2 separate regions of the Mus musculus genome follow, and region 2 is linked to region 1. Evidence: chromatin contacts called from public HiChIP or PLAC-seq data. All regions are on one chromosome and are shown on one strand. The core of a region is the stretch at or near the end of the contact, and the rest is flanking DNA. Distances in the headings are between cores, read along the strand shown.

Evidence for each region. HiChIP or PLAC-seq counts read pairs in DNA pulled down with a chosen protein or histone mark.
Region 2: a BATF HiChIP or PLAC-seq map of CD8 T cells shows a contact between it and region 1, with 8 read pairs. The contact joins two enhancer-like sites. A contact is called at or near these places in 4 of 15 datasets of contacts at CTCF or cohesin (the NIH/3T3 cell line, large pre-B cells, pro-B cells and 1 more), 7 of 484 Hi-C or Micro-C datasets (Th1 cells, embryonic fibroblasts, embryonic stem cells and 4 more), 3 of 115 datasets of contacts at active chromatin or transcription factors (CD8 T cells, effector CD8 T cells and memory CD8 T cells) and 3 of 9 other capture datasets (adipose tissue, embryonic stem cells and pancreatic islet).

The regions. Positions count from the first base shown.
Region 1 is chr5:8,678,958-8,685,606 of GRCm38.p6, forward strand. It overlaps Abcb1a (ATP-binding cassette, sub-family B (MDR/TAP), member 1A), which reads left to right. Exons shown (of 30, transcript NM_011076.3): 7 at 4,427-4,478; 8 at 6,264-6,455. Among named protein-coding and RNA genes, the nearest start is that of Gm31157, 13 kb to the right of the region's middle. Within about 2 kb of position 2,429, at least 14 of the 459 cell types and tissues checked have an H3K27ac peak or open chromatin away from gene starts, as enhancers often do. A contact at or near this core is called in CD8 T cells, Th1 cells and memory CD8 T cells, where this site is marked.
Region 2 is chr5:8,834,742-8,842,358 of GRCm38.p6, forward strand. It overlaps Abcb1b (ATP-binding cassette, sub-family B (MDR/TAP), member 1B), which reads left to right. Exons shown (of 28, transcript NM_011075.2): 20 at 287-370; 21 at 2,850-3,053. Among named protein-coding and RNA genes, the nearest start is that of Gm5106, 40 kb to the left of the region's middle. Within about 2 kb of position 4,535, at least 29 of the 459 cell types and tissues checked have an H3K27ac peak or open chromatin away from gene starts, as enhancers often do. A contact at or near this core is called in CD8 T cells, Th1 cells and memory CD8 T cells, where this site is marked.

The sequences.
Region 1 (6,649 bases), core at 1,179-3,678:
AAAAACAAAACAAAATAAAACAAAACAAAACAAAAACAAAAAACAAAGAGAGAAAAGAAAAACACTTTTACTATAACTTCACTTAGCAGTAAGGAAAAATGTCCAGGGTATTCATGTACTTTCCCCACCTTTTTGGTTTTCCTTTATAATTTTTATCTTATTTATTTTATTTTTGAGATTATAATATAATTATATCACTCCTCCCTTTCCTTTCCTCTCACTAAACCCTCTGATAGGCTCCTCCTTCAAATCTATGACCTTTTTCATCAATTGTTACACATATGTATATACATACATACTCATAAATACATAAGCTCATGTAACACCTTTTTACTTATAGTTTTCCTAAGAGCTTAGTAATTGACATTTCTAAACATTTTGAGGTACTTTATTTGGATAAAATTGTATCATGATGTGATGGCATGTAAAGAGCATGGGGTGTAGTTTAGTCATACTATGTGCACAGTGGTGCCTGTAGAATCAAGTCAGTAACTTGATTCTACCAAAGGCCATCCCGTACCACATAGATTGGTCCACTGTTTTCATTTTTAACCTTATCTGACACTTAACATTACACGTAGAAGAATACTTGCATGGATTATTTTTGATAAATTATCTGGCATGGGTGATGGCTTTATGAGAGTATTTGTTCATCTTTGGAACAGGCTAGGTTACAGTAGACACAACTAGCTGAATGTGGAGATACAAAGAGAAAATGTAGCCCAGTTTTTCCCAGTTTGCACTTAGGTGAACCAGAGCGGACAGACAGACAGAATCTTGGAAGCTTCTGTTCTACATTGACTTAGCAATTTTACTCATGTGTCAAAAAATTACTATAAAATTCTATGACAAGGAAGGCTAGGCAAAGCAATCTGATGAGTAGGTCACTTTTTCTTTTATTCTTTCTTTTTTGGCTTATTTGTGAAGGAAAAGTATTTTCTTGGGTGAAAGTTACTAAAGAATATCCAGGTAAAGGAGGAAAAATGAAAAAAAAAAACACTGCTGAAGAAAAAAATAGATAAAATACTCAGAGAGCAGCAACTTGCTTGGTGTGCTCAGATGTGGGGCTCTTTGGAATGAGCACTGTAGAAGGTAGGGATGACGAAGTGTTGTGAGTTAACGCTGGAAATTTGTGTGGTGGTGAATGTGGGTATTTCAGAACCCAAGTGTCCTAAAAATAACTTATTTTATACAATGCAATTTAAACTCTGAGTCCCTTGTTATCTAAAGTGGTTACTGTTTAGGGTAGGGTAGATGTTTTACTGTGGCTCTCACCTTTGACTGGTTTGTTTGAGAGACCCAACTTACCTGTGCTTTCTAGCCTCATGCTGGGGATTGAACCAAGGCTAACCAAGGCACATGGGCAAGCTCTAAGGCCGAAGTACACTCTAACCCCACAACATAACAGATGAGTAAAGACCAAATCATGTTTAGCCCCATCGAAAACAGAATTGACTCAAGCCTATTGTCTCCCTCTGTTGGGAGCACTGGAGGTATTCAACTCCCTCTGAATTTTGTCTGGTCCAAGGAGGCTCTTGGTGCTATCCTATGGGTGTCTTCTTGATGAACTATGCAATCATTCCTTTTCTGAATTCTCACTCGGGTCTGCATAGCTGGCTTCTTATTCCTGGACCATTCAGTGTCTAGACTTTTACCAATTACTAACAGCATCTCTTCTTTAAGACATTAAGAAAATATTTTTGAGTCGTAAAAACTGGAACTTTGTCCCATGAATTTAAATGGTATTTGGCTTTGGTCATTTTCCTCCCCAGATCTTAAAGAGTTTGGACACACAAAAGCCAACAAGAAATCTATATACATCCTATTATTTGTTTGTTTGTTATGACAGCTGCTCTCTGATGGACCAGTGATAGCATAGCTCCATAGCTACTAGAATGAGAAGAAAGAGATGGGGTTAAAACACTTAGAAGATCATGGTTAAACTTTCAAAAAGATCGTTGTGCTGTGTATAGTGTCTACTATGGAAAGATTGCAAAGGGATAAATATGGTTATATGTCACAGACTTTAACCTTTTTGTAGCATGAACTATCACTGAGGATTGTAAGTGAAGTAGAATGATTATATTGTCATTTCCAAAGATGAGATATGATGACACCATGAATGAGATGCTTTGAGAGGATCCATCAGTTAGGATGATCTGTTCCAGCCGAGGATAAGATGCTGAGGAAAGGGCAGCTGAGATCACATGCTCAAGAACTGTACAGGATAAAGACAGTCAGAAATCCCCACAGTGATACCAGAGGGGCTCATGAAGCCCCACCCCTACCCGAGGGAATGCTACATAATTGATGGCTTCTGGGTAAGAGGCCTCAATGCTCATCAGGAATGCAAGCCACAAGAGGCTACCTATGCTCCAGTAGATGGCCCTACACACACAGTCATACAGGCATCACGAAGTGACTCAGTGGGTTTTTAAAAAGAGCACATGAAATTAGAAGGTGATAGTGCTGGGAGGAACAGAGAAGCAGCCCTGACTCAGCTTGGCCCTGCCGGCTCATCTCTGAGCTGCTCCCTTATCCTCTGTCAGACCCTTTTACTTTCCCCCAAGTGTTTAGGCTTGGTCTGCTATTTCCTCTCTATGTGCCATCCTGTTTTTATAGCTAGGAAGAGATGGCTTTTTTTTCTCTCCCAAATTTAACTGTGGTCTCTAGCATATGATTCCTTAGTACTTATATCTGAACTCACCCCCGACCCCCACCCCAAAAACTGACCAAGCACAATCTAGACACTTACTAGACATCTTCAGTCAAATGCACAGCTGCTATAAAATAAAATGTTCAACATTCAACTAGTAATCTCCCTTGATTTTTCTAGACCAGTTAGTTCTTTCAGGTTTCCTATTTGAAACTCACATTTTCAGGTGGTTGGGCTGTGGTCTTGATCAACTTTATTTTTACTCTCTACTTACACCCCCTCTGTTGGAAGACCCTCTAGCTTCCTCCTCGTTGAGCCTTGTGCTCTCCCCCTTTTCTCTTCCTATTCAGACCAACTTTCCCTATATTCTTATAAAAGCCAAAGCCTCTAAATTTTATTCTTAAAAGTATACATTGCTGAACTCTAAAGCTTCCTGGGTCACACTTCTGATTATATCCACTTTAGTTCACTCCAACTGAGTGTCTGCTAGTCTGTCTGTATATTCCACAGTTACCTAGTTCAGACTACCTTTTCAACCACGTATCCCCTTTCTATGAGCACACCACCACACTTCCTTTTCCCATCAAAATTTGGACACTCCTTTTTCATATGTGTTACAGACCTTCAGGACATTCTGCTTAGTTTGCCAATGGCACTTTTATTTATTTTCACATCTGTCAAATCAGATTTGTCTTCATGAGTCTTTCACATACTGTAGCCCTTTTCAGTGATTTTGAGGTTTAAAGTGTTCCTCTACTGTCTTAATTGTGCTGATTTCTTCTATAATATATTCATCATAAATATCTACATATTATACCACAGTGTATGCATCATTGCTTCTAACAGTAGAGTACTGTAGACAATGAAAATCTCAACTGACATTGAGATTCAATTTATAAAGAAACTAAACAGTGTACACATGTGTTTATATGTATACGAATATACTTGAAACACTTGAAAATAACACACATAAAAATATTGAGTAGTCGTTAGGTTCCCAAATCTGGACCATGGCCTTGGTTGACCAGTCCTGTGGTGTATGCTCAATAAACTATCTCTGTCCAACTGAAAAAAAATTGAGTAGTGATAATTTGTGTTTATAGGGGTAGTAAAGTTATGAAAGAGTTTTAAGCATATTAAATTCAAACTCGGTATTTCTTAGTATTGGATGATGCTTGTCAACGTTGTATATTACACTTGAATTTATATTATATGTAATAAAATCACATGCAGTAACTTCTAAATAAAAATTAAAGTGCTGAAATGGGGCTGGAATATAGCTGAGTAGGTAGAGTGCTTGCCCAGCACGCACAAGGCTCTGGGTTTGTACGTTCAATTTCCAGCACCACATAGATATTGAGTATAGAGGTTCCATTCTGCAATCCCAGTACACAGAGGCAGAGGCAGAAGGATCATAAGTAGAAATGAGTTTGAGAACCTAGATGACATGATATCCAGTCTCAAATGAACAGACAAACACGTAGAGAACTGCATTGTTAGTTTTTAAGTGTATACTTGAGAGTCAGGGATGCAGTAATATTTATCACCGTGTTTCCTCTGGCAAATATATATCACTGAATTTAGGTTGTACGTGGTCGCACACAGTCAACAGGGCAGTATTGGAACAGATGTTAAATGCTTTTACACAAATGGAGCTGAGTCAGTTAATTCTCTTTTTTCACAATAAAACAAGTTTAATTTATTTTGTGCTTAGTTTTAATGGAAACCAACGAAGCATAAAAGGTTTATATTTGTTTTGTGTTGTTCTAGGTGAGGCCGATAAAAGAGCCATGTTTGCCAAACTGGAGGAAGAAATGACCACGTAATTATATATAATTCTTACTATTATCTTATTAACATTTCTTCATTGATCTAATTACAGTAATATAGTTATAGTTTACATAATAATAATAAAATTAGAAGGTTTCAGACTATCATTATTAGTTTTCGAGAAATACACATTATAGTTTTTTAAAGTGTTTATATCATTAAATATATTAAGGTTAACTTTCAATTAAACTTATGTATGCACTTGAAAAGATAGCATAACATATACACAGAAATTAGAGGAATTTAAAGTAGCCCTTTAGATATATTTGAATTCACAATAGTTATTGTCAATGGTTTCCTAGTGAGTACTTTGCTTCCCGGGTATTTCCAGTCATAATGCTAAGATGAGCCAACAGAAATTCACTTCTAAACAGAAAATACAACATCCTAGTAGTAGTCATTCTGGCCTTAAGTGACATGGACAGACTTTTACTTCTGTTAATGATTTATGCGTATTGGCAGTCTGTGCAAGAGCTGTGTAATAGATGTCCAAAGTATGTGCTAGCGAATCAGATGATAATGATTCTGTATTTTACTATGATTTCTCTAATAGTTTTAAAGAAAGTTGAGACACAATAACATTTTGAAAGATGAAAATTAAATACTTATAACTATTACTGTGAGGAGGCATATTCTTAATACAGGAGAAACTCTACTATCTTAAATGTCTAAAATGTATTACATTAAAATGCAGTGGTATTTCACTGCATATGTTTTACTTGTTAAATGGGACTTCCTTTGAACTCTTTCTTGCACTATCACTTGTGCGATAATTAATTTTACAGTTATATGTTAACTAAAATGTAATGTTCCAATTGCATCTTCCTTAATAAGTATAGTTTATAACATGTAGCTTGAAGGCTGGTTTGCTTAGCAACATTCTTATAGGTTGCTCTTGGAAATGTAAAAGGCTGGCTGTGTGTTATATGTCTATTTTTTTAAATCTAGTATTTGGTATGAGCATTTTTATTCAAAGATAGCAAGTAATGAGTATTTAAAATATACCAAATCCTCTCCTTCAGTTCATTTTGCCTTGAAAAAGTGTGTTTCAGTGACAGAGCATTTTCTTAGCATGGATGAGATCCTAGGTGCCACCCCATGCACCCAAAAAAAAAAAAAAATCAATAACAAGAAGCAGGGTGTCTATTTAATGTATACATGGACTGGTTGGTGAAGCCATAGGACTTTTATCTATAGATATAAGTTTCAGTTTTCAGTTGTCAGTCATCTTCCAAGCTCTGCTAAACTAATAGTTCAAAAGAGCAGGGGACCATCTCCACCTCTTGGTTATACTTTCTAATAAGTTCCATCAGTCTTTCCCTCCTCCAAGGTGCATAGACCACCCTCAAGGCTTTGTCAATTGATGCTGACATAACAAAAGTAGAGAAGACTACAACTACAACCTTAACTGATGTGCTAGCACACTAATGATCTTTCAAAATCACTGACATTCTCTGAGAAATTATTATGGACTAGACCCTGGCCTGAATGTATTTCAGACGTATTGCATATTCTTATCTCCAAAATACACAATTGAAGTTCAGGTTATTAAGTATCCTTAACTACAGGGTAGTTAGATGAAGAGCTGGGATTTGCCTCAAATCCATTCTTCAATATTGCCAAAGACACAGGTGGATGCTAATCATTACAGCTCCATCCAACAACTTCTTGTTTGTTAAGGATGGGGAATACCCAGAAAACTAAAGAAATAAAACTAAATTGTGTTTAGAGAGAGGGACTGGTTTGATACCAGCATTACAATGTTCTTGTTTTTCAGGTACGCCTACTATTACACCGGGATTGGTGCTGGTGTGCTCATAGTTGCCTACATCCAGGTTTCATTTTGGTGCCTGGCAGCTGGAAGACAGATACACAAGATCAGGCAGAAGTTTTTTCATGCTATAATGAATCAGGAGATAGGCTGGTTTGATGTGCATGACGTTGGGGAGCTCAACACCCGGCTCACAGAGTGAGTACTTCGTTGTATGCTGAAGTCAGATGTGGTCTTGTTCTTCATGCTGTGAAGCAGATACCACCAGATACCACATCTGTTAGGTGTGCTGGTGCATAACTGAGCAGAGTAAAGCCCTGTGGACAGTACCTGTGTCTCACACAGTTTCTTGTTCACAACTGGCAGGGGATGGGAGGTAGGGAGGGGACTCC
Region 2 (7,617 bases), core at 3,285-5,784, 160 kb after region 1:
TCTTCTACTTGTGCCTTCTCTCTCTAGAGCTGAGGCTCTATGGTGACAGCAGCATTGATATTCTTTACTGCTTTCTACTTGGGGTTATGCTGGAGAGAAGTAGAATTTTTTTTTTTGTATAAATGAACAAGTAAAACAGTCTACTTATGTGTTTGTATATTAGCTCGCTTCTGTCTATTGAATATTAAATTTTGAATGTTAGTTGCAGAGGATATGTGATACTGATGCTGTCACTTTCTCCTAGATCTAAGAGTTTGATTTTTAAAAAATTCCCTTTGTGTTACAGGATATAAGCTGGTTCGATGACCATAAGAACAGCACTGGCTCACTGACCACCAGGCTCGCCAGTGATGCTTCTAGTGTTAAAGGGGTATGTGCAGCATCTGGGTGGTGTCTTCCTTTTATCTTGATCCACTGCCTGAGACCTATTTTCTCCTTATAGGTGATAGTGACTAACTAGCTTTAAGAAAATGTAAATAGGGGCTAGAAGGAGAAAAATGTAAATATCTATTTAACTCCCTGGGATATCATAAGTGCTATAGCAAAAGTATAAAATTAGATACATATTTCATAGGATATACCTTAAAATCATTCTTTTGTTATTGCTGGTTTTCGTACTATTAATGAGGTGCACCGAGAATAGTTTTAGAAAAGAACCACTTTGTGCAGTCTTGTGCCCATTAGACTTACCTGAGGTGTGACTGTTGCTAATAGATTAACATGTCTCACAGGGTCAGTCTGTCTGTCTTACTGCTTAGTTAATTGACAGACAGTCGTACTTGCTACTGAAGAGAGGACACATGTACTTCCTGTCAGGATGTTTCTAGGTTGTCAGAGCAGAAGGAAGAGAACCTTCCTTAAAATGACTGCAGGAAACAAAGCACATATTAAAAATGATTGTCTTCACAGAAGGAATAGCTTTGAATTCTCAAGTCAGGAGATTTTGATTTCCGGCTGAAAGTCAGACAGTTCCTCCTATACCCAGTCCTTAGCAATTATCTTCAAGAAGATGGTGTGAAAACTCAAACATACAGGGTTGTGTCCTCCCCAACCCTGGACCTTTGCGTCAATCGTTGTCCTTCCGGCTTCTTCTACAACAGACCTATAAATACTGATGACATTTCAGGTTACACATGGTGCTTCTGTTAAAATAAATTAGAATATGACTCCACACAGGAGAGTTGGGAAAGTCTTCAAATCTGATAAATCTCAAGAATTATTTTCATATTCATCTTTTTTAAATGAATAAATCAAACACTAAAGGCTTATGACAAGGTGTATAGCACAAAAATGTACAAACAAGACACAGTTATGTATTTCATGTAACAGAGAAGACTTGCCTTCATACAATCTGCTTGGTAGGTCAGACTATCAAAAAGTGCAAAAGGATGACTAAAGGCAGGATGTAGAGTTAGAGATTGCCTGCCTAGCTCTTGGGAGGGATGGAGGGGGGAGGGAGGTGGCAGGTAGGCCAGGCTCAATAAGTTCATGTAGGCAGGAGGCCAGAAGGTAGGGAAAGTGCCGTTATCGTAGGGATTGGAGGAATATTCTAATGAGATCAGTAAGTGCTAAGACCCTGATTTTGTTATCATTAATTGGCCTTGATTCTTTGACCTTGGACCACCTAACAGAGCAAGATCTGCCTGTGTCATAAAGGTTACAGCCGGAGAAGCAGTACTGCTGAGCCCATAGCAGATGCTCTGGGTGCTTCGGTCCATTAGCAATTGCTGTGGGAAATGAGTTCTGTGTAGGATTGTAGATGCTGGGCATCCTAGCGCATCCCCATCTGCAGAGTTTCCCAGGATGCTTCACTTTGACCTTCACATGAGAAATGTGCAGGGAGAACTCTTTAAAGGTCACTCTGCTTTTTGACCTGTTTATGGTTTAGCAGAGGGTCTCTTCAGTTTATGCTTAGTTTACTGCACCATATTTATATATACATACATATACGTATATCATATATAATGCACACATACATGTGTGTGTGTGTATAACAAACACATACATGATGGAGCATGCATATATTTCATAATTTTTCAGTTTCTTTTTTTATAATTAAATTCAAGTAAATGAAACCTAATAAGTATCTCAAATAAGCCCAGGTATATTTAAATATCCTTAATTTTTCTAACTTAACAGTAGCCTTATGTTATAAACAACTGGGTACCAAACGCTGACATTTCCACTAATCTTGGGTTAGTCCAGTGGTCTCTTTTGCAGTACTGATTTGCATAGCTTTGTTTAGTAATTATGCTTCACATATTAATTTCAGTACCAAGAAATTTCTTGGTATTGAAAAGTCAGGGCTGAGGAGAGGGCTCGGTCGGTCAGAGCACTTTCTCCACACGCCTGAGGTCCTGAGTTTGAAACCATGTCACTCACATTAAAAAGAACAGGTACAGTTGCATATCCCTATAACCTCAGCATTGGGAGACAGAGATGTGTGGACCCTAGGAGTTCATGAGCAAGCTTGTGGTTCGGGAGCAGCAAACAATAGAAAAAGACACGCAGATCTGTTCTAGCCTCCACATGGGTGAATACGCCAACCTCCTCATGTACACGGACCACATAAACACACATGTATGTATATACAGCAATACAAACAGCCTGAAAAAAAGAAATTGGAACAGAGAGAAAAGCTAGCTAAATGCTGAATATTGATCTACTTTCATATTTACGTAGAAGTCAGGGAAGTCCTGGTCTTAGAAACACAATAAACTTAGAAGTCAACCACTTTAGTAACTGGGAAGATAATTAGTATATTTGGATGAAAGTAAATAGCCCCAATTCATAAACATGCATTTTATGGTTAATTTTAAAATATGTCTCTAATTTGTTGTATTTTTCAGGCGATGGGCGCCAGGCTTGCTGTAGTTACCCAGAATGTAGCAAACCTCGGGACAGGAGTCATCCTCTCCTTAGTCTATGGCTGGCAGCTGACACTTCTACTTGTAGTAATTATACCGCTCATTGTATTGGGCGGAATTATTGAAATGAAGCTGTTGTCTGGCCAAGCCTTGAAGGACAAGAAACAGCTTGAGATCTCTGGGAAGGTGAGTCAAACTAAACGCAGTGCTTACCTGGCACAAAACAAAACAAAACAAAACAAAACAAAACAAAACAAAACAAAACAAAAACGACCCTTGGTGGTGATATTTAGCAATTCCCTGTCTGCTCTGGGGAGGGCCTTCAAACAATTCTTTGAGAAGAAACGTTAGCTCCCTGCAGAGCATAGCTGAGGGGAAGTGGGCAATGCATCTGTGTCTCAGAGACTGACTGACAGCTGCTTTTGACAGCTTTTCTGGTTTCAGTCATTGTCTCCACTTTCTCCTGGGTCCCCATCCAACCTGCTCCTTCTTTCTCTCCTTCTGTCTTTTCTCTCCCCCTTTCCTTCTCTCCCCCATCTTCTCTGTTGTTCTTTCTCTAAACCATTCCTTTCTCAGGAATGTAGACCTGCTTTGTTATGAATGACGCGGGACACTCATTATGGGACCGTCCACCTAGTGTTATTCTTTCTGTCTTAGATTATCTACCGTTCTTTCCCCTTTGTATGCCTCTTCCTCCCTCCCACATAGTTCCCCTTCACTCATCCCTCATTGATGTGCACACTCAGCTAAATTTTGTTCCACAGTTTGACAAATGCTTTTGAGGGACTTACTGGGTTTCCTGGCAAATGTTTTATTTCTTGCAATGAGACCCTGAGAGATATGTTCTGTTAGAACCTCATTTTTTTTCTAGGTGAGGCTGACAGATATGTAAGTGTGCCTTTCATGCCTTAGAGCCCATCACTCCTGGAGCCAGAATTCAAACTCAGGCTGCGGTACTCCAATTAGCTAGGAATCTACATTCTGTTATGATAGAGGTAGTCGTATAGCACACACTCTGCAGAAATGAGATTTTGGAAGAGCTGACCCCCTTCTCCCCCCCCCAGCCCCCAAAATGAGCCCAGTGTCTACTGGGGCTATATCTGCTGAAGGACAGTCCACATTCCCAAGACTTAGTGCCAGGTCCCCAGGGGGTGGGAAAGGTTTGGATACAAGCCAACCTATCCTTCAGATCTTTCAGTGGCTTCTAACCAGCTGCATGCAATCTGAGCTTTGTGCCCTAGTGCTTGATGACTGTTCTTCTCCTGCACTCCACTTCCTTCTCCACACTGCTGTGGCCAGCAGGGGCTTTTTGCCCCTTTCTGATTCCCTTGGACCTCACGGATGGCCTCTTTACATCATCCAGGTTTCTGAACTGCATTTTCAAAGGCCCTTCACACTGCCTGAGTGTGTGCTTCCTCCCCTCGGCCTCGAGGTTTCTCTTTTCTTTCTTTATTAATGAATGGTGTGACTTCCTTGCTAAAACCTAAGTTCCATGAAGCACGAGGCTGTCTCTGATGCTTTCCCTCTAAAGGAATGAGGTAAGCTTGAGGTTTCTGAGCAGTTCTGTGTAATGTAGAAGAACACGTATACTCAAGCATATGATGTTAAGAGCTGCTTGTATCCCAGCAACGCAGTGTCAGGGCCTTCTTACCTAGTGACAGTATGACGTCACAGACTGTTCATGTTTCCTGTGTTTGATGTCAGAGCCTCACTCACAGCGTCTGTGAAGTATGGGCCTGCTCATCATTTTCTGTCTATGATGTCAGAAGATGCTCATAGCCTTCACCCTGTCAAAGGCTTGTGCCTGTGTTCAGTCATGTTGCTAAGAACTAATGAGTATTTGTTGAAAAACAATGTAGTTTCTTTTTTTCAGTCTTGAAAGCCATAATTAAATTTGAATTCTGTTGAAGGCAGAAGGAGGATGGTGAAGAGGCTTATTCTTTTTTTTTTCAAAATCACACATTTTTTTTCCTGCAAAATTATTTTGTAAACAATACTTTCTGAAAGAAACCGCTATTTTTACTCTTTCAGCTAAAAGTTCTTTTTGTGTGGGGGAGGATCACTTAGTTTTAAAAACTTGTAGAGAATGAAGCCTAATTAAGAGTCCACATTTAAGGCTTTTCCTAATTGCTTCATTGTGCCTTGAAATGAAGAGATTGTCCCATGAAGTCTGTGCTGTAAAGCCTCACTTTCATCAGCAGTATGCACACTGAGAAAACATGACATTCTCAGACTCACCGCAGCCACGGCATCCTTGCCTCAGAAAGTGATGTGCAGGAAATCTTTATCTTTGTTGATCTGACCATGGATCTTGTTTTCTGTCACACATTGCTGTGGTTTGTACAGTGGTCCTTCTAACCCCGAAAGCTCTTCTATTATTTGAACAGTTATAATTACAAATACTTGTAACGTATCTTACTAAGATAATCTGAATAAATTCTTTTCTCTAGCATCTTTTCCTTACTGTCAGGATTTTTAAAAAAAATACATATATATTTGGTGTGTGAGTATGCAGTTGTATGTGAGCATGGGTGCCTGTGCATATGTATAGGAGGTAAGAGGTCAGCATCAGGGGTGTACTGGCTAGTTTTGTGTCAACTTGACACAGCTGGAGTTATCACAGAGAAAGAAGCTTCAGTTGGGGAAATGCCTCTATGAGATCCAACTGTAAGGCATTTTCTCAATTAGTGATCAAGGGGGAAAGGCCCCTTGTGGGTGGGACCATCACTGGCCTGGTAGTCTTGGGTTCTATAAGAGAGCAGGCTGAGCAAGCCAGGGGAAGCAAGCCAGTAAAGAACATCCCTCCATGGCCTCTGCGTCAGCTCCTGCTTCCTGACCTGCTTGAGTTCCAGTCCTGACTTCCTTTGGTGATGAAAAGCAATGTGGAAGTGTAAGCCGAATAAGCCCTTTCCTCCCCAACTTGCTTCTTGGTCATGATATTTGTGCAGGAATAGAAACCCTGACTAAGACAAGGGGTCATTTCTCAAAAGCCATCTGCCTTGTCTTTGAGTTGGAGACCTTGAGCCCACTGATTAGGCTACGCTGGCCGGGCAGCAAGGATCCCCTGTCTCCTTCTCTAGTGCTGAGATTGCAAGTAAAGTGAGAGAGGAAGTGTGTGTGTGTGTGTGTGTGTGTGTGTGTGTGTGTGTGTGTGTGTGTGTTGAACACATCCAGAGAATGGTCTGCTATAGCCACACCTTCAGATTTAAATGAACTTATAAAGTGTACAGCTAACAAACCAAAGTAAAAGAACAGTAGCGAATAGTAGACAGGTGGAAGCAACAGATAATTGACAGAGTGTATCTAATAAGGTACTGAGAACATACAGCCATAGTGATTGATAGGCCGAGAGAGCAAATGGAGGTAACATCAAATCGGGACGTAGAATACTGAGCTTCTGCTGTCAACTGTGGAAGAAGCAGCCACGCTGGAGTTGCCAGCTGAGTCTCTGTAAATGAGCTTCGTCCAGAGGACTGGGTTAGATCTGATGCCCTCTTCTGGTTTCCCTGGGCACTGCATACAAGTGGTGCATGGACATACATGCAGGCAAAACACACACCAATACACATGGAATGATTTCTTTTTAAATTTACTTTTCAAACTTAGATAATTTGTATAGGATTCAGTGAAAAATAAGGGGAGTTAATACTTTGTGGATTATTCTATGACTTATTATAGTTAGTTGGATGTATCCTTATTAACATAAGTTCTGACCTATGAAAGAGCCCGTGAGAAAAACATGTGAGCCTGTAAGAGCTGGTGAGAAAACTTGCTGTCTTACAGTTTTAGAGTTAAAGAGATCCTCGAGACCATCCATCCTTCCCCTGTCATTTCACAGATGAGAAGTGTGAGAGTTTCGTGGCTGAGAAATTGAAATCTCATTAGAGATATTTGTATTTTTAACATCTCCACTTTCCATTGTCCACACTATAAAAGGTGGCAAGGAATGTACATTCTAAACAGATATCCTTGCTAGAGTTATATGTTACTCAAACATAATGGGGTGACAGAAACTTGGGGAAAGTATGTCTGCCACATTCCTCAAAAATAGTTTATTTTCAAATACCACTAATGGTGTTAATGAAAAACAGCAAAGAATCGAACAGCAATGCAGTAAGCCATAAAACTTTAAACATGATGAGTTTGAGGCCAGCCTAGTCTACAAAGTGAGTTCCAGGATAGCCAGAGCTATACAGAGAAACCCTGTCTCGGAAAACAAAAACAAAAACAAAAACAAAAACAAAAACAAACAAAAAACCTTTAAAGATGAATAAGAGGAAACAAAATGTAACAAGATTATAGACTCTAGTATATGTCTTTTAATAATAACTCTAAATGTAAATGGTCTTAATTCTACAATTAAAAGACAGACTGGATGAATGGATTTAGAAGCAAGATGCAACAATATGTAAGCAAAACAAAACAAAAACCTCACTGACAAAGTCTGCAAGTGAAAGGTTAAAAAACAATAGTCCAAGCAAATGGAATAGGAAACCAAGAAGGTTTAGCCACACTCATAGCTAAGAAAAATAGGTTAAGGAAAATCACAATACTTAAAGAAGATTGCTATTTATTAAGAGAATAATTTGTCAAAGTATAAGCTTATATGCACCATGTATCAGAACATGGACCCAAAAGGAGATTTGAACCTCCAATGCACTAGTAGTTTGTCCCCTCTCTCTGATACATTATCTAGATTTAAAAGAATTAACCAGTTGGTATTCTTTGATCACAGCAGGAGAAACTCCAA